Regions from separate parts of the Mus musculus genome. Here all the other regions are linked to region 1. A link is a contact called in public HiCAR-type and promoter capture Hi-C data. All regions are on one chromosome and are shown on one strand. Each heading gives the region's core, a stretch centred on a gene start, on an enhancer-like site or on the middle of the called end of the contact. The rest is flanking DNA. Distances are from core to core; before and after follow the strand shown.

Region 1 (2,611 bases), core at 81-2,580:
ACCTCTGGGTCCTCTGTCTAAAGTGCATGGTGTCTTAGCAACAACGACTTATCCTCAACCTCTGCAATGCAACTAAGAGCAACAGCAAAGCTTGTTTGGGGAGTTTCTTGGACATCTCTGACAAACTGCTCAAACAGCATCTCCTTGCCCAGTGCTGGGATTTTTGTTAGATGACTGTGAGAAAATGTCTCTTTTGCAGACTGTCTGGACAGTTTTTTCAGTTGGGTCAACATTCTTTGCTTCCAGCCAGCAAGAGAAATAAATCAGGGTTTTTTTTGTTTGTTTGTTTTTTTAATGTACTCTTAAATCTTTCTTTTTAAAAAATACTCCACAAGAGGTTCCATTCAAACATCTGAGATTATTAAGGAATATATTTGTTTTGTGTTCATTCTTTTTTTCTTTCTGCTAAAATAACCACGATATTCTCCTTATTAAATTTTTATTTATTTGTTCTCGATTTCATGTATATGCTTTGATCATATCTTTGCATCTTGCCACCATGACACCTGGTTTCTCCTCTTCTAGAAATCCAATCAATCTCCCCAGCAACAGGCAAGAACTGCTGTCTTAGTAACTATTCTATTTCTGGGAAGAGACAACATGACTAAGACAACTCTTATAAAAGGAATCGTCAATCGGGGACCTGCTTACAGTTTTAGTTAATGATGGGGGGGTGGGGTGGCGGGCAGGCATGGCAATGAAGCAGTAGCTGAGAGCTTTACATCTTAATTGCCAGGCAACAAGGGTCCGGGGTGGGGGTTGGGGGCAGAGGAGGCAGGGAGGAGAGAGCTGCGCCTAGTGTGGGCTTTTTAAACCCCAAAGTCCACTCCCAGTGACACACCTCCTCCAAGGTCAAATCTCCATATCCTTCCAAAACTGTTCCAGTCCTCGGTGACTAAGCATTCAAACAGATGAGCCTAGGCGCGCGGGGGGGGGGGGGGGGGGGGCGTTCGCATGTAAACCACCACAAATACTGCTGTAATTAAGGAGCATTTCCGCCTTCCCAATCCAAGTTTTGAATTTAGATCTTAGGATCCTTTTCTAGAACTGCTTCGGGGAGAGTGAAAGCCAATCTCTTCTGAGCAGACTCTATCTTGTGTGTTCATTGCGGCGACTAAATGTCATGATAAACGACCAACACAGAACTGGAGAATGAGAAAGCGATCTCAAGTTCCTGCCTCCCCTCCTAAGCCGCTAAAAATCCTTACTACGCCGCGCAGGCGCCCCCGGCCGCTGAGCGAGAGGACCCGGGAGGCTCCGCCCCTCTAAGGTGTCCGGCGCGCCTGACCGCCTCGGCCTCCGCGACGTCAGGCCTCTCCTTGGCCAGCCCGGGTCCTCGGCTTTGTGAGGACCCCGCCCCGCCCCCGCGCTGAGGCAGCCCCCCCGCCGGGCGGACCACTTCACCCTCTCTACGTCGGTCTCTCAAAGATGCCGCTCTACGAGGGCCTTGGGAGCGGCGGCGAGAAGACAGCAGTCGTGATCGACCTAGGAGAAGCTTTCACCAAGTGAGTGGCCATGGGCGGCTGTGGGCCCGAGGGACGTGCCGGTGGTCCCGGACTGGCAACCGTCTTTAGGCCCGCTGGGCACCCGGGACCTTCCCCCGGCGATCCCGCGAATGCTAGCTCACATCGTTGCCTTAAGGCAAAGCTCAGTCCACACTCAGTGATGAATGTGTTGTCAGGGAGGACTCTCTTGGGCAATGCGAACCTGTAGGATCTGGTGGCCTGAGTGGGATCTGGACTCCTAGAGAAGCCCAGGAAGCTCGGGGAACGGTGTCCCCCACCCCACCCCCGTCTAAGGTGATCAGGGGCCATCACTTTAACTTTTGACAGCGATGACCCAGATTGTGCTTGCCTCTGGCTGGGTCAGATTGGAAGGAAACCATCGAATTGTAACGCTTGCTGACTCTTTCCACCATAAAACATTTATGGGATGGAGCCCCATTGGTTCTGGAAATAGATTGTTCTCCAGGAGTGTAGGAAATCAGCTATGGAGCCCTGGCACATGAAGACAGGAAGCCGCATAGAAATGAGACGGGAAATTGTTGGTTACCTTATAATACTCTTAGACCCACATTTTGCACTTTAAAAAAGCAGTTTGTAAGCACGGGAGTAGTGGTCCTCGAAGTGGCAGTCAAAGGTAGAGATAGCAAAACACAAATTCACAAGCCTTGGAACATCTGGACAGTATGAGAGGATGCTGGACGGTTTTAAGTTCTTTGGACCATCCATTTAAGAGTCCTTGTATTGGACTCAAGAACAACACAGAATTACATGACATATATGTATATATAAAGTGATGTTGTGTATGAAATACATATTAGGCTCCAGAAAGCTGAGAGTTCCATCATATATACATATTATGTGTTTGAGGTGAAGTTATATATGAAACAGATGTGTGGATTATTTTTGCATATTTTAAACACTTCCTAACCTGTAATAGATGTTAAGCAACTATTAAATAAATGGTCATAAGAACAGACTTAAAAATTGGTCCTTAGAAGCTACAGAATTGGATTAAACATAGTTCTTGATTATCCTCTCCTTCTCTGACTCTCCCATATTCATCTTACTTTTTTAAAAAACATTAATATAATAAGTAGAGATTACTA
Region 2 (2,611 bases), core at 36-2,535, 1.8 Mb before region 1:
TTCCCCGATACAAGACCACACAAAATTACATTAACCATGTCATGTACTCCGGAGTTACTAAATAGCCCGTTTCTGCAGTTCATCTTAACCCGAAAAAACCTAGACCAGACGGAGGAGGGACCGATCCTGACACACTTGAGTCATTCAAGTCTCTAAACTGTAAGGCTAGGCTTACAGTAACTATTTCATCAATAATGTAAGTCTGAGCTTAAAACTCTCTGCTGCACCTCAGCAGTGTCAAATACCATGCAGGCCCATTAAACACAAGTTTATTTAAAACTGGTCCCGCAGCTGGGTGTGATGCACACCTTTAATCCCAGCAGAGAATCTGTGTTCCAGGACAGCCAGGGCTACGGAGAAACCCGGTTAAAATACTTTTTAAAAAAATTGGTACAAATAAAAAGCAGATGAAATATATATACAGTGGTTTTGACCAAAAAAGGAGACTTTTGAGACATCAACCTTAGAACAAATAAAAAGCCAAAACCCTGGCTAAAACATAGCAGTGTGTTCACTAGATTCACTTAGGTTTCGGTGTGTGAAGTCTAGAGCTCTTCCCAGTATGATCAAACATCCTGGGCCAGAAATTTAAGACACGTATTGGGTTAGGAATATTCAGTTACTATGTAGAAACTGCACCACCTCCTACCCACCTGACACCTAAATCTGACCAGGCATTAAACCCTTCACCCTTCCCTTCTGGAACTCTTAAAACCCTCCGCTGTGTGCATCGTGGACGGCAGCGACCAACCGCGCGTACCTTAATGAAGCCTATGTCCTTCGCGTACTGCCGGAAGCACTGGCGGCACATGTTCAGCCCGTATTTGCGGATCAGACCGTGGCGGTTGGAGCAGACGCGGCTGGGAGGAGGAAGGACAAGGAGATGGCCTTAATGGAGCCGCCACAGTAAGGTACAGCACTCCTCAGCTTCCCCACCACCCGCAGCAGGGCCCGCCCGGCCCGGCCTAGCTAAGCCCGTAATGGCGACGGCAGCACCGAACGCCCTGCGCGCCGCCCGCGGGCCTTGAATTTCCGACACCCAGTCACCAACAATGGCCCTTCCCTCTAACCGCGGTCTCCACAACCCGCTCCTCACCAAGAGCGGGAACCCTGGCCGAACTTCCGTGGGTGACTCCAGTAGAGCTGCTGGTGACCCATCTTGCCTTCAGACGCCCAACGAGGAGAAAGGAACGAGTCGGCTCGCGCAGGCGCTCTTCAAAGTTTTTTGGAGCTACACGCTACCCAGAATACAACGCTAAGACGTGACGCGTACGCCGTGCGACAACATTGGTCCGCGTGCTCTGAGTGACATTTCTAAGGCTGGCTGGGCGGGCACAGTGAGTGACGTCACGGCCCGCCGCAGCTCTAGTATCTCCCCGTCGCTCTCAGCGCTCGCCGGGCGCGGTGGCGCACGCCTGTAGTCCCAGCTACTCGGGAGGCTGAGACAGGAGGATCGCTTGAGTCCAGGAGTTCTGGGCTGTAGTGCGCTATGCCGATCGGGTGTCCGCACTAAGTTCGGCATCAATATGGTGACCTCCCGGGAGCGGGGGACCACCAGGTTGCCTAAGGAGGGGTGAACCGGCCCAGGTCGGAAACGGAGCAGGTCAAAACTCCCGTGCTGATCAGTAGTGGGATCGCGCCTGTGAATAGCCACTGCACTCCAGCCTGGGCAACATAGCGAGACCCCGTCTCTTTTTGGACACTTAATAATATTAACATTATTCTCACTTTCTTTTTAATTCACCCTTTTCTCATATAATACATTTCAACCTTAATTTTTTACATTGTCTTAACACAAACGTTCGCTTACAAACGTGATTTTTTTTTTCCTTTACTCACTACTGACACCTACTGGCGTGAAATTATATGACAACTTAAATCAAGTGTAATGAGTAAGAGTCAACGATAGGGGCCTCTTATTAAATCTTTTGACCTCATATACTCCAAAAAGAAATCCACATCATTCCATGGATGGAAAATAGGGTCTTACGTATATGTGAGTATACCACCCTTGATACCTAAATATAATCGCCTACATTTACTTTTCATTTGTTTTTGTGTAGACAAGACTGGCCCAAGACTCTCATTTTGCCCATAATAGACTCACACTCCCTATCCTAATGTCTCAGCCTCTAATAATGGGCTTGCTTGTGCCACCAAACGCAGGCTAAGTGGATGAATATGAAGAAAAGTAATATAAAATAAAAGTTGTTTTCATCAGATAATTTAATAGCAAAACAAGTAACGACAAACTTCAAAAGACAAATTTATAAAAAATAAAAAATATATAAAATAAAAATAAAACCTAAAATTGCACAAAGCCCTGCCCCCTGAAATAAAAGCTTTAACTAAATCTAGAATGTAGCAGAGTAAAATTAAGAAAAAAAGCCTTTTGTAGAAGACTTTTAATAGAAACTTTAAAAAAAACTTTAAAGTATGCTACTTCAAAATTTTGGTAGACAATCCTTACCCAATTATTTCATAATGAAAGAGTCACAGATTTAAAGACCAGATATAATTTAATGTCTGTTGTCAGTCTTCAAATCTAGTGTTTTACACAAACACACACACACATATACACATATACAAATACACACACACATATACACAT
Region 3 (2,611 bases), core at 40-2,539, 1.8 Mb before region 1:
CTACTGCTTCAGTATTTTCCTCTCAGAGAACACAAGTTTTAGAACTGGATCACTTGGCCCTTCCTCTTCTTGTCGCCTCCCAGTTCAAAATGCTTGCATCTCTTAATGGCCAGCATCCTCTTGGATCTGCAGTTGGGCTCAACACACTCAAGCCTGAGCACAATCTTCTTTGTGGTTTTGGCCTTCTTTCGAAAGATTGGCTTTGTCTGCCCACCGTAGCCACTCTGCTTGCGATCGTAGCGCCGCTTTCCTTGGGCATACAGGGAATCCTTGCCCTTCTTATACTGGGTCACTTTGTGAGGCTGATGCTTGCCACATTTCTTACAGAAAGTCCTTCGGGTTTTTGGTACGTTGACCATGTTTGCAGTAGAAGTGTCTGCGATGAGAACTGTAAGAAAGTTTCAGACATTAAAGATCTTCAAACTCGAAAGTTTTAAACAGGTATAATTTGTAGGAACATATAAAAAAAAAACAGTAATGTTCGAAAATTTGTGAACCCACCAAGTACTCATTTCCCACGTGAATAAAAGGCCAACACGCAGCTGAGTGGATGAGCACTGGCTTAAACACCGGGGTTCAATCCTTACCACTTCAAGCCTATAGAAAAACTGTTTTTTGTTTTTTTAAACTAAAACGAGGCATTAACAGTTAAAAACTCAGACCTGATGGAGTGTGTCCTGGGAGGCTGAGGCAGAGGATTGCTAGTTGAGGTCTGCCTTAGCGTCCAAAGGAACTGACACTTGGAGTGGCCATTACAGTTCTCCCCAAACCAGCGTCCAATTTCTTAGGTCTCACTGCAAGGACAACGCAGTGGCGTCCGGGTAGAGAAGTTTTGCTCGGACTACCCCACAGCAATTCCCTCCGTTTTCTAGCTACGAATGGCTTACAACGAAATATAGTCGTTTCTGCAACAACCGGGCTCGTTCCTTCCCCCCAGCCACGTCAGTCTGTTTTGGCTTCACCCCCTCTAAAGCACCGTCACTCTCCAGCGGGCCCGAAGGCTGACGTGTCGTTAGCAGCCAGCACGCCTCGCCGCCCGGGAGCCGCCATGCTGGAGCGGTCTCTTCCGAGAGAGCCGCGGGCTGACCTCAAGCCGCGGCGGGCAGCACCTGCCCCTTTCCGACGCCTCAAAGAGCTAGGTCGGCTCCGGCTTCCAGGCGACCGCGGTCCCCAAGGAAGCAGCTACCGCTCTGCTCCAGACTTACCGAGAGACCGGCCGCCGCGATCCCCGACTCAACCGCACGCGCCGAACAGGAAAGGGACGAACAGAGCGGAAGTCGGAACTGAACCTGAGCGACGGGAATGCGAACCAATAAGCAGCGGCCTCCTCCGGAGGCTTCTGAGAAGCGCCAATCAGCGCCCGGCGGGGCGGGGCGGGGCGGAGGGTGTGGGCCGGAGGGCCCGGGCGCTCGCAGGCCAGTCGCGGCTTGTCAGAGCGGTCGCTGCCGGAGCGGGGCGAGGCTGCGGCGTTCGGTGTCGCCGTTCCGCCGTGCGAGCAAGGATGAGCGCGCAGAGGACGCAGAGCCACGGGCAGCGCAGGTAAAGGAATCACGGTGTCGGCGACCGCGGCGGGGCTTCTTCCGGGACCCCCGGGTGCTGAATGGAGAGGACCGAGGCGACGTTGAGCCGCGGCTCGTAGCGGCGGGGCGGCTGCCGGAGCTGCAACTGCCAGAGAGGATGCGCGGAGCCCGGGCGGCGCGAGGCAGTTGAGAGCCTTCGGGCCCCAGGACGCCGGAGCCCGGGATGAGTTAGCGAGGGCCGCCGCGGGGGCCAGTTCCTAGGGCTGCAGGCCAAGGCGACGGCGCCGCCCGCCCGCCCCTTCCGTGCAGAGGCCGCCAGCTTCTTTTCCGCGCCCGCGCTCCGGGCCCTGGAGACCATGAGGTTCCGCATCTACAAACGGAAGGTGCTAATCCTGACGCTCGTGGTGGCCGCCTGCGGCTTCGTCCTCTGGAGTAGCAATGGGCGACAAAGGAAGAGCGACGCCCTTGGCCCGCCGCTGCTGGACGCGGAGCCCGTACGGGGTGCGGGCCACCTTGCTGTGTCCGTAGGCATCCGCAGGGTCTCAAACGAATCGGCCGCTCCTCTGGTTCCCGCGGTCCCGCGGCCGGAGGTGGACAACCTAACGCTGCGGTACCGGTCCCTGGTGTACCAGTTGAACTTCGATCAGATGCTGAGGAACGTCGGTAATGACGGCACCTGGAGCCCCGGGGAGCTGGTGCTGGTGGTCCAGGTGCATAACAGGCCGGAATACCTCAGGTTGCTGATAGACTCGCTTCGCAAAGCCCAGGGTATTCAGGAAGTCCTAGTCATCTTTAGCCATGACTTCTGGTCCGCAGAGATCAACAGTCTGATCTCCAGGGTGGATTTCTGCCCGGTTCTGCAAGTGTTCTTTCCGTTCAGCATTCAGCTGTACCCGAATGAGTTTCCGGGTAGTGACCCTAGAGATTGCCCCAGAGACCTAAAGAAGAATGCAGCTCTGAAGTTGGGGTGCATCAATGCCGAATACCCTGACTCCTTCGGCCATTACAGAGAGGCCAAGTTCTCACAAACCAAACACCATTGGTGGTGGAAGCTGCATTTTGTATGGGAAAGAGTCAAAGTTCTTCAAGAT
Region 4 (2,611 bases), core at 82-2,581, 1.7 Mb before region 1:
GATATAATAATAAATAAATCGTTTTTAAAAAAATCTAAATGAGATGGGTACACTGGACATGTGAGATGACCCTGTCCTGACTGGAGTGTATGAGACTCAAAGCCGAAACTCTGAGTTAAGTTTTTGTTTGATTTTCTAGACAGAGTTTCTCTGCATAGCCCTGGCTGTCCTGGAACTCACAGAGATTCACCTGCCTCTGCCTCCAGAGTGCTGGGATTAAAGTTGTGCTGGATAGCTGGCCCACAGTGAATGCAGGCATGAGTGCCATTGAGTCTCTAAATCAGAGGGTAATCTACTACACAGCACTAGATAACACACTGTCTTCCCACAGGAAAAGTCCCATGGCGTTTAATTCCACACACGGTGCTTTGAGGCTAAAAGACTTGAGTGTATATCTCAATGAATCAATTAATGAGCTTCCAACAGCTTTATAATAGTACATTTTAAGGGAAAGGAAAGGAAAAGCTATTGCTCAATTAATCCTCTCTCCAAATGTCAGGAATTAACCAAATTAAATTCATCACTTTCTCCCTGGGTAGACCCAGGTTGACCCTTGGACACTCCTGGGCAAAACGTAAAGCTAAAAGGTTCATAAAGTTCACAGTTACGAAAACAAAACATTCACACTCTGACTCAGAAAGCTATACGGATCTCAGCAGGTACTTAAACGGAAAGTGTATTATAAAATGTAAATTGTAATATGAGATTTCTTGGATATGTTCATTTTTAAAGACTGAAAAGACACACTACAGCCAGGAAAACCTCCTTTGGGGGCAAATTGTAAACTAGGAAATCTAAAAAAGCCAAACTAAAAACACGTTTAAAATCTATCCAAATTTTACTTCTCCAGGCAATAATGAAAATTCCACACAGAGACGGGTTTGGAAGACTCATACTCTACAATATAAATCGCCAACAGACACGCATATGGATTCACCCATGTCTCTCCTTCTCTGACACGTCTCTCTGTAACTTCCAGAAGTAACACTGTAATGATTCCCATTCTGCAGAGGCGGGGACCTCCGTTGATCAGAAGCCAGCACGCCCCCAACTTCCCCGCTCAGTTCGGCGTCAGCGCGCAGCTCCGCCCAGCCTGGAAGTAACATTCGCACCCGGCGCCAGGATCGCGGAAACCCAGGTAGGCTCTGCAGCCTCAAATGCACCGGAGAGACATCGCCTCTTATGACAGAATGTTCTAGATAGGGCATTGCGGCGGGTCAGGTTACCTCGAGACTCACCTCCTGAGCAGCAAGCCCCGCAGCTTGAAAGCTGAGACCGTGCGGCTCCGCAGCCGCTCCGGCGCCATGTTCGCGATTTGGCGCCACCGCCGACGCCCCGCCCCCTCCTGGAATAGACACACCCCTTGTCCCGCCCTTATATTCTTGGGCTGGTGAAATGGATTTTTTTGGCCTTACTAACTGCAGGGCCTCTGGGAATCTCAGACCCTGCCTAGGGAGTGAAGTAGGAGTGGTCAGAGTGGGAACAAGCTTCCTTTATCCCAAAAGCATTTTCTGAACACTCAGCTTCCCGGACACTCAGCTACCCTCTTCTACTCTGACTCTACCCAAGCTTCCTGCACCCAGAGTCTTCCCTTCCAGGGCTATGAGAGTTGTAGAGCCGTTGTTTCCCGGTTCTACACATGCTCAGGAAATACTGTGTTTTCACCGTTTTCGATCACTCCCATCCGACCAGTTTTAGTTGAGGGCCTCTCCACGATCCGCTGTCATCATTTAGCAGTCCCACTTTTTTCATGACATACCTTCTTTTTTTTTTTTTTTACTGGTGGAGTAACAAACCCAAGATTATAAATGGTTGGTATGAGGTGAATTGCCAGTGCGGTGGAGCTGCTCTTGAATCGTTATTCTCAGTCCTACAAGTAGACTCAGTAGAGCACATCTTAAAATGTTCCCTCTTGCTGAGTGTGATGGCACATGCCTTTAATCCAAGAACTCAGAAGGCAGAGGCAGGGGGATCTCTGTAAACACCTGGGCAACTTGTTCTAGAGAATGAGTTCCAGACCAGTCAGTGAATCACAGTGAGACCTTATATAAAAATCCATCCATCCATCCATCACACACACACACACACAAACGCACACACACACATATACTTGTGCTGTTGAGATGAATAATCAATTGGCTGTTTATAAATAAGCATGCAACTTTACAGGACACAAGAAAGCTCTGGGCATAAGACCACAGATCTATAATCCCAGGCCTCAGAACGGGGAGGTGCAAGGATTCAGGAGGCAAAGGCCATCTTTGATGTCACAGCAAGTTCAAAGCAAGCCTAAGATACCTGAGGCTTAGTGGGAGTGGGAGAGGCAAATAAGCCAAAAACTTGAATGATTTCTACAACGGTATAAGCAATTATCTCTGGGGCGTATATTTAAGATCTTTCTGAAAAGGAAAACAGTAAAAAGAATGCATGTGTATATTTGCTTGATTTTGCATTTCAAAACTTTTGAAAAGTTAAACTAGACAACAAAGAGAGATCCCAGCTGTGGTGGTTTGAATAAAAATGTCTCCCGTAGGCTCTGGTGTGTAAACACTTGGTTCCCAGTTGGTGGCGCTGTTTGGAGAGATTCAGGTGGTGCAGTTGTGCTGGAGCA
Region 5 (2,611 bases), core at 47-2,546, 1.6 Mb before region 1:
CAGTGGCTCTGTGGTGTAGATTACCTTCATCTGGCTTCTGTGGCAAGATTCTCTGGGATGCTAACTGTTCTTGTTAACTGAAGTGTATCCGTCCAGAACATGGGTTTTGTGCTTAAAAGCTCACTCTGAGAAAGGCTCGTTGCTACACTGGGATCCCAAACTAATAAAGACTTTCTATTGCCTTAAGTTCATGTCTGAGCTGTCCTCTCTAGTGGCTATCCCCACAACACCATCAAATTTTTCTTGCAAACAATAATCACGAGGCAGTAAAATGTGTCCAAGTGCAGCTCATCTGGAATAAGGCTGATCTGTGGAGGAATATCCACTTGCATGCTCCTGACCCCTAGGGCAAGGTGATTTCCACTGTTGGACGATCAGTTGCTCACCACAAACCTCAGCTTAGTGCAAATTGGTCATTCACATTACAGCAGATTTGCAGTGTGAGAGGTTGTGGCCAACAGTGAGAGATGTCTTCTACCCGCCAAACATGAAACTGATGCTAGATTTTCTTCTCCAGTGTCATCCAGCACGAAGTGGCTGGTGGAAACGCTGCCAATCTCTTTTTGACAGTATACACCCTGGGCAGCAGCAGGAAGGCCATTTCTCTCTCTGACTGTCTCTTGCAATGGCAGTGAGGAAGGCCCCCCTCAGCACAGCACCAAGGGCACTGGACATCTCTTGCATGGCAAAATTGCCCCAGGGAGACCTGGATGAATCTGGTCAAGAAACAGAATCTGCCTGGTGGAGCACACCTTTTATCCCAGCGCTTTAATCTCAAACCCCAGACCCTTAACTCTTGTGTTTCAGCAAGTACATCTCCAGCAACTGGTGAGAGTTTCAAAGAGAAAAGCTTTTTTTGGTCGTTTTTGTTAAGTGTGTATTTTGCTCAGTATATATTTAGCAGTCCCAAAACGAAGAGAGGGAGAAAGAAAAAAAAAAAAGACAAGATGAGCAGCACGGAGAGCCACCATTTAAATGAGGAGCCTGAAGTGTTTTCCAGACCAGCCTTATTTTATGGGCGAGGAATTGGGTTTAAATAATTCGTAATTTTCATTTGGCCTCTTAGAAGCCCAGATTGTGAGTCTGGGATTCGCATTCTTTCCCCAAGGGTGGGTTGTTATGGTTTAGGAACTATCCAGGCCAGAGCACCCTGAGGCGGGAGGACGGATGTTGGGAGGACTCAGATGCCCAAGGGCCCGACTGGGAGGACTACACAGCAGTAGGACAGCACTGCGGTGGGACCGGACGACGGGAGGCTCAGCAGCGCAGGGGGCGAGAGCGCTTCCGGAGCGTGGGGACAGTGTCCGCTGCGGACGACTTCCGGCGGCGGCATAAACAAGGCCCCGGCGGCCGGAGGCGGGGCGGGCTGCGAGTGCGAGCCCCGTCGGCCGCTCTCCCGCTCTGAGCCAGGACCCGGCCGCGGCGCGGTCCCCGCGAGACCCGCAGCCGCTGTCGGCGCGCGCCCCAGCGCTCGTCCCGGAGGCGGAGGCGTAGCGCAGGACAGGCGGGTCGTCAGCGCTGGCTGCGCGCCGCGGTCCACCGCTCCGCTTTCCTTTGTCTCCCGTCTGCGGGGCCGGAGCGGTCTCGGTGGCCAGCGGTGCAGCCTCAAGATGGCTGATGGCAACGAGGATGCTCGAGCGGAGGATCTGCCGGGCCCGGCCTTCGAGAACTACGAGGCCATGGAGCTGGCCTGCCCGGCTGAACGCAGCGGCCACGTCGCTGTCAGCGATGGGCGCCACATGTTCGTCTGGGGCGGCTACAAGGTCAGTAGGGCGGAGTGGGCACGATCGCCGCCGCGGCTCTTGCTCATTCAGGAGAGCATCTTCCCGCCCTGCCCTGGTGGATTCGGGGATCCTGGGCTATTGTCACCGCTCTCTTGAACTTATGAGTCAGCCTATCCCACGCACCCCCTACGCATTGTCTTTGGAGTGAGCGGAGCGAGGTTCTGTTATTGTGGGTCGCGTAGCGGGTGACTGTGGCCCGAGGTACGGAAAAGGGTGGGGGCGAGGGTGTGTGAGAATCACTCATATACCTTTGGGCCCGGTCGCCCGGAGCTGGGGCCATTTAGCCGACAGACACTATATTCAACAATATTGTCACTGTGTGAACCAAGGCCACAGGAATCGCTTGCTCAACCTCCCCGAAGGTGTAACGGTGTCATCAACACCTGTGCAGATGCCCCCACCTATCTATTGTTTGAACGCAGGGCCATTTTTCTTAACTGGTCTCAGCTGAGAAAGGATTGCTCCTCAGTAGGCCTTACTGCGGATTTTAAAGGAAAAAATAGCCAGTGAATCCCCAGCAGCGTATGTAATTGGAGTGCAGGCCTTTGGACTTTGTGACCAAGTATCTTTTTAGTCATTTGCATTGTTTTATACCGCGAGCTGGGGAATACTGCTCAGTTACCTCCTTAAACCGCTGCTCACTGGTTCTTCTGTACTGGTTTTAGAATTCCATGATACACTCACTCTAGTTCTTGGATTTCATGTGGTGCACACTCATTTGAGCCATTTGACCTAAAACTATTTTAGTGTTAAAATGACGCCCCCCCACCCCCCTTGGGAAGTCCAGTTCTCTGCGCCTGTGGTTTGCTTAAGGACTCTAATAGCTT
Region 6 (2,611 bases), core at 71-2,570, 1.6 Mb before region 1:
ATATGCAACCCACAGGTTTCGAACTACCGCACTGATTAGAGGGACATTCACAGGAGAAAAACACCCAGACAACTAGAACTCAGAAAAGTGAAGACCCAAAGGAACTCCGGCATCTACAGGGCACTTGATGTCGTGTCCCTTAAAATGTAAGAAGCGGCTAGGCATGGTGGCGCACGCCTTTAATCCCAGCACTCAGGAGGCAGAGGCAGGCAGATTTCTGAGTTCGAGGCCAGCCTGGTCTACAAAGTGAGTTCCAGGACAGCCAGGGCTATACAGAGAAACCCTGTCTGTCTCAAAAAAAAAAAAAAAAAAAAAAAAAGTAAGTACGTGATTTTCTAGTTTTTCCTACAATTTCTATTTATATACAGTCTCTATATCCATACCAACTTTTTTATTCTTGTGAACGAAACTTATTTTCTGCCTTTCTCATTTGTCACTATCCTTTAGTATCAGTAAATATTTTATTCATCATATGGTTGTGTAAGTTGAATCACTATTGGTCACTCTACCATCGACATTTAGCTTGTATTAAGAATTAGTGATCAACACAATAGTTAGAGCTGTTTAGTGGATTTTGTATAAACCAAGTAGTTTTTTTGAGTTTAAGAAAGTTTTTGAAGTGTTGCCCAAGTTGGTCTAGAATCCCAAATTAGAGCATTCCTGCCTCAGACTCCTCAATAGCTAAGACAGGACGATGCCATCAGAGATATCTGTTTGCTTCTTATTGCAAAACAAACAAGTATCTGGCTGTGTGGGGTTTTCCTTTTGAGTGTGTGAGATGGGGTGTCACTATGCCTCAGGCACTTCCCATGAAGATTAAGCAGGCCTTGAACTCCCAGGTTATCTCTTGAAATGTAACCTGTATTATGTAGAATCTGGGCCCTGAACATTGTTGTAGATTAACACCCTCGTTGCAAATGGAACGTAAACCTGTCTACAAAGTACACCTTAGAACTCATTAAGTTTCTTAATTTGTCTATTAAGACATTAAACCAGGAAGAGCAAGTGGTCAGACAGAAAAACTCTTCAGGGTCTTGGTCTTGAGACACAAGCAGCCACCCGGGGAAGCAACAGAGGACCAGAGGAAGCTGGAAGCGGAGAGGATGCTGGAAGAGGGCCGCTAGGCGGCTGGAGGGGGCGCAGAGTTTATAAATGAGGTTGCCTCAAAGAAGTTCGGGGGAACTGTTCCCAACACCAACTCAAGGGGTTCAAGGAAGAAACTTGCGGGACGGGAGGACTCGCCACGAAGAGAAAGTCCCGCGCTCTCCATGAGGGAGGGCGGAGCGGACAACCGGAGGAAGGGCGGGGCTCGTAACGGAAGGGCGGGCCCGGGAGGGGTGGATAGGGCCCCTGCAGAGTGAAAAGAAAACCGGTTTCGGAGAGTGAGCTCCGTGGGCTTTGGAAGCAGTGGTCCCGGAGCTGTGTCTTCCATACCAAGCCCTCGCTTCCCCATCGTGAACAGACTTTTCTGCGATTCACCATAGTGGGGTCACCTGATACTGCATACAGAATATTTATTAGGATAGCTTTTATGTTCATTTTAGGGACGTGTTCGTTGCAGTCTGACCTTGCTTCTATTACATTTAATAGTTGAGCCATGACGTAACTAGGATTACACTTTGCTATATTACAGGTTTTCTTAATGGCAGCACCTTGATTGAAGGAGGAACCTTTAATGGGATTAATGTTTTCTCAAAACAAAAAATTAGGCTGCTAGCTGGCATAGTGCTTGCCCACCTGTATGGAATCTTCCCCGGCTTCATGGATTAGCTCCCCCACACCTCAGAATCTGATCATTGTGGAGCTTACCTGTAAACCTAGCTAGCACCTGACAGCTGGAGGTAGTAAGATCAAAAGTTCAAGGCCAGCCTGGAGAAAATAAAGAGTTCTGTGTACACTTGAGATGAGAAACCATCTCAAAAACAAACAAACAAAAAATCAAAACGAATTTCTTGTGTCAGGTTAATTCAGAATACATCCAAAGGCTAAAAATTACTAAACAAGTGTCGCATTTGGTAGGCCGATTTTCTTCTGTTTGTATATATTTGACTTGCATCTAACAACCATGTATATAGAATGTAGCAGAATTCCATTACAGCATCGTTATTTATTTCGATTCTGATTGGATTTCCCCACTATCTAACAGAACGTATTGGGAATACCCATGCTGTTTCTTTACAGTGGTGTGACGGAGACACTTTGCTACTTATCTTGAGAATCACTCCAACACTTCTTTTAAGTCAACTAATGTTGGAAGGATTCTTTTGAAGAATCCTTAGGAATGTTCCTAAGCCTGACATTCAGTCACATTCAGTCAAAATACTTAGAATATCAATGTGCCTGAATTTCTATTCTCAAGTCTAATTATTTGCTACAGTTAATGTATTTGAACTGGCTAATTAAAAAAACACACACACACACACACAATCATTTCTAAATCCAAAGGCTAAGTATAGCAGAGTTGCAAACATGGTGTGCCATTTACTCTAATTCACATGAATGCTAACATTTCATCCTTGAAGAGCCTAGGTTTGATAGGAAATCAAACTCTTCAAATTGTATAAGCTTTCACGTACTATGGTGAGAGACTAAGGTAACACTCTTTATTCTA
Region 7 (2,611 bases), core at 29-2,528, 1.4 Mb before region 1:
TGGCTCAAGGCATCAACTTAAAACTAAATACTGTCCAATACTGCATAAACTGATATGGGAAGAAAATCATTCCACAAGTCTAATAAAATGTTGTCACTGAGAATAACTAATTTTGGAGCGTCTCACTCTGTGCTGGCCTAGCATTCATGGCAATTGTGAGTGCTAGGATTCTAGGAGTGAGCCAACCTGCATTTTAATTAATTTCCAAAGTCACAGTTAGCAGTCAATGGGAAAAGAAAAACAAATGAACAAACAGACAAACAAACAGAAGGTATCTTAGTTTTCTAGAATATATGCAAATCGGAAAATCCTTTTAAATTTTTCCAAAAAGTCTCCAGTAGAATGCACGCAAGTTTTCTCAACCACCTCGCACAGGCAGGCCTGTATGCCTATCCTGAATTGTGCGAATGTGTTGCCTTTGATAGTTTAACTTCTCTTTACTGCCTCATCATCTATAGAACAAATATCCCACACCTGGAGGTGTTAAACCACGGAGAGCTGTGGGCTTTCGGACACACCAGTTCGACCACTACTCACCTCCTCATAGTATATACAGTCTGCCATCAATATGTAGTCTGGTGACATCAAGTCTTCTATGTCTTCACCCCTTAAAAATGTCAAACGTATGTCTTTAACTGATGCTCTGACGATTTAAAGTGTTCATTTTAGAAACGAGAAGCAGAAGGCTCCCCTCATATTAAGCAAGCGTTGTGTAAAATGCAATTTAAAGCCCATGTAAGCGATCGATTATCTTAAAAACAAGCTGAAAGGCCATACAAACCATTTCAGTACCTTGGCTTGAACAGAACCAGTCACAAGATGCTTGTTCATATCAATATTCATTTTCAGCAAGTCCTGCAGCTCTTCAAGATCAGTGACTATAACATCTGCCCTAAAAAAACAACCTCGTTGAGGTACAGGCGCAAGGCTGCACGCCGGTGACCTGATGCTGGGCGACCAGCGCCTTCCCGCCAGCTCTTACCCGAGGGTCGCAGCCATGAGCCCCACGGCCCCCGTGCCGGAGCCCAGCTCCAGCACCGAGCGCCGACTCAGCGCGTGGGCCCCGTCGCCAGAAAACCCCGGCGTCTCCAGGTATTTGGAAAGGACGATGGCGGCGTCCCACACAACGCAACCCACGCCCCCGGAGCCGTACTGCTGCAGCCGAAGCACTGTCCCATCCCGCTTCTCCAGAACCCGCACAAAGCTCCACAGCGGGTCCTCCACCTCCGGCTCCACGGCGGCCGCCATCCCTGCCCCGGCCCGCCGCAGGCTGCGGCACGCGGTAACGTCACGCCCACGCAGCACCCGTACCTCCCAGCGGCAGGGCGGCTGCCCAAGGCGCATGCGTGACTCTCAAAGTCCGCAGGAAGCAGCAGAACCTACCCAGGAGTGGCCCAGCTGCTGCTACAATGATAGGCACTTTAAGAAGCAAAGCGACCGACAGTGCTTATACATAGCTGGAGAACGGCTCACACAGAGCCGCTGGCGATAGATCTAGGCAGCTACCCAGGTCCTATCTAAAAATGGTTATATTCAAGAAGTTTTCCTACTGTGCTTCCTTTTCATATGAATGCATAAACGTGGTGGCTGGGAACGTGCTACTTGCTTTTAATGGTAAAGAAAAGTTAGTCCTTTTACATCCCACGGGGCCAAAAGATGGCCAGCAAGACCAAGGACTCACATAGTAGAAGGAGAGACCTGCAGGTTGGCCTGTCACATTGGATCTCTAGTATGAACACACACACACACACACACACACACACACACACACACACACGTAATAAACAGATGATAGCTATTCGTTCTTCTAGATTTTTTTCAGCTTTGTTGTTTTTTGTTTTTTTGTTTTCAGGATGGCCTCCTGTATCCCAAGTAGGTTCAAACTCTTCATACTCTTCACGTAGTCGAGTCGCCTTTAAGTCCAGATGCTTCCGTCTAACCTCCCAAGTTCTGCGATTACAGGTGCTCACCACTATTCCCAGCTTCTCCTTGCTCTTTGTGATGAAAAACAATATTGCAAATCTTTTACAAATTAAGACTGAGGTGATTTATTAATCTTGTTAAGAACTCTGATACAAAGCACAGTAAAAGGCCACAGACCAGTAGATAAACAACGTGGCTTTTGGCTACTTTACAATGGCTGCTACTGCACTATCAGCATAACATACATACCTTGATCACTTTGAATGATAGTATCCAAATGGCAAAGCTTTATCCTGATTAAAAAATTTAATAAAGCTTTTTAAAGTATTTTCTGTTTAAATATTACTAATCTGGAAAAACTTTTCAAAAATTTCAGTTAACACGAGATTAAAGACAGTTAATAGGTTTGACAATGGCAGTTGGTTCTTATGCCATAAGACACTTTTGTTCCAGACTTACAAATTAGTCAAATAGCAGATTGTATTATAGGCCTCAAGTCACTTACATTTATAGAGGTTATTAGCATTATCTTTAAATATATACAATATAAATAAACTGTACATATATGGCATATTAATTTTGTCTTCCCAAATAATAGGCAAATCATTAGCTAAACAATGATTAGCTAAACACCATACACTGCAAAACAAAAGGCACATCTTAATGAACACATGCCCTTCTTCTATAA

Evidence for each region. Promoter capture Hi-C pulls out the DNA fragments that hold promoters and counts their contacts. HiCAR-type assays count read pairs that join an accessible place to other places.
Region 2: a promoter capture Hi-C map of pre-B cells shows a contact between it and region 1, with 4 times the contacts expected there. The contact joins the promoter of Rps29 here to the promoter of Actr10 in region 1. A contact is called at or near these places in 2 of 39 promoter capture datasets (neutrophils and pre-B cells), 3 of 484 Hi-C or Micro-C datasets (B cells, CD4 T cells and regulatory T cells), 1 of 115 datasets of contacts at active chromatin or transcription factors (large pre-B cells) and 1 of 9 other capture datasets (adipose tissue).
Region 3: a contact with region 1 is called in a promoter capture Hi-C map of pre-B cells. The contact joins the promoter of Rpl36al here to the promoter of Actr10 in region 1. A contact is called at or near these places in 3 of 39 promoter capture datasets (the C10 cell line, neutrophils and pre-B cells) and 1 of 9 other capture datasets (liver).
Region 4: a contact with region 1 is called in a promoter capture Hi-C map of pre-B cells, with 4 times the contacts expected there. The contact joins the promoter of Pole2 here to the promoter of Actr10 in region 1. A contact is called at or near these places in 1 of 39 promoter capture datasets (pre-B cells), 1 of 484 Hi-C or Micro-C datasets (B cells) and 1 of 9 other capture datasets (liver).
Region 5: a contact with region 1 is called in a HiCAR-type map of astrocytes, with 4 times the contacts expected there. The contact joins the promoter of Klhdc2 here to the promoter of Actr10 in region 1. A contact is called at or near these places in 3 of 39 promoter capture datasets (hippocampal neurons, liver and pre-B cells), 1 of 115 datasets of contacts at active chromatin or transcription factors (astrocytes) and 1 of 9 other capture datasets (adipose tissue).
Region 6: a promoter capture Hi-C map of pre-B cells shows a contact between it and region 1, with 6 times the contacts expected there. The contact joins the enhancer-like site here to the promoter of Actr10 in region 1. A contact is called at or near these places in 3 of 39 promoter capture datasets (cranial neural crest, hippocampal neurons and pre-B cells) and 1 of 115 datasets of contacts at active chromatin or transcription factors (astrocytes).
Region 7: a promoter capture Hi-C map of liver shows a contact between it and region 1, with 3 times the contacts expected there. The contact joins the promoter of Vcpkmt here to the promoter of Actr10 in region 1. A contact is called at or near these places in 4 of 39 promoter capture datasets (liver, maxillary cranial neural crest, neutrophils and 1 more) and 1 of 115 datasets of contacts at active chromatin or transcription factors (astrocytes).

The regions. Positions count from the first base shown.
Region 1 is chr12:70,936,527-70,939,137 of GRCm38.p6, forward strand. Actr10 (ARP10 actin-related protein 10) reads left to right here and starts at 1,331. Exons shown (of 13, transcript NM_019785.2): 1 at 1,331-1,505. The coding sequence starts at 1,429.
Region 2 is chr12:69,157,901-69,160,511 of GRCm38.p6, forward strand. It overlaps Rps29 (ribosomal protein S29), which reads right to left and starts at 1,286. Exons shown (of 3, transcript NM_009093.2): 1 at 1,097-1,286; 2 at 761-860. The coding sequence starts at 1,158. It also overlaps Rn7s1.
Region 3 is chr12:69,182,778-69,185,388 of GRCm38.p6, forward strand. Rpl36al (ribosomal protein L36A-like) reads right to left here and starts at 1,290. Exons shown (of 2, transcript NM_025589.4): 1 at 1,206-1,290; 2 at 1-388. The coding sequence starts at 359. The coding sequence ends at 39. Mgat2 (mannoside acetylglucosaminyltransferase 2) reads left to right here and starts at 1,381. Exons shown (of 1, transcript NM_146035.2): 1 at 1,381-2,611. The coding sequence starts at 1,877.
Region 4 is chr12:69,226,859-69,229,469 of GRCm38.p6, forward strand. It overlaps Pole2 (polymerase (DNA directed), epsilon 2 (p59 subunit)), which reads right to left and starts at 1,332. Exons shown (of 19, transcript NM_011133.2): 1 at 1,239-1,332. The coding sequence starts at 1,306. It also overlaps a transcript of Klhdc1 not described here.
Region 5 is chr12:69,295,385-69,297,995 of GRCm38.p6, forward strand. Klhdc2 (kelch domain containing 2) reads left to right here and starts at 1,297. Exons shown (of 13, transcript NM_027117.3): 1 at 1,297-1,763. The coding sequence starts at 1,611.
Region 6 is chr12:69,362,976-69,365,586 of GRCm38.p6, forward strand. No RefSeq gene overlaps it. Among named protein-coding and RNA genes, the nearest start is that of Nemf, 7.1 kb to the left of the region's middle. Within about 2 kb of position 1,321, at least 342 of the 459 cell types and tissues checked have an H3K27ac peak or open chromatin away from gene starts, as enhancers often do. A contact at or near this core is called in astrocytes, hippocampal neurons and pre-B cells, where this site is marked.
Region 7 is chr12:69,581,739-69,584,349 of GRCm38.p6, forward strand. Vcpkmt (valosin containing protein lysine (K) methyltransferase) reads right to left here and starts at 1,279. Exons shown (of 6, transcript NM_001033236.3): 1 at 983-1,279; 2 at 782-892; 3 at 538-607. The coding sequence starts at 1,248. Sos2 (SOS Ras/Rho guanine nucleotide exchange factor 2) reads right to left here. Exons shown (of 23, transcript NM_001135559.1): 23 at 2,023-2,611.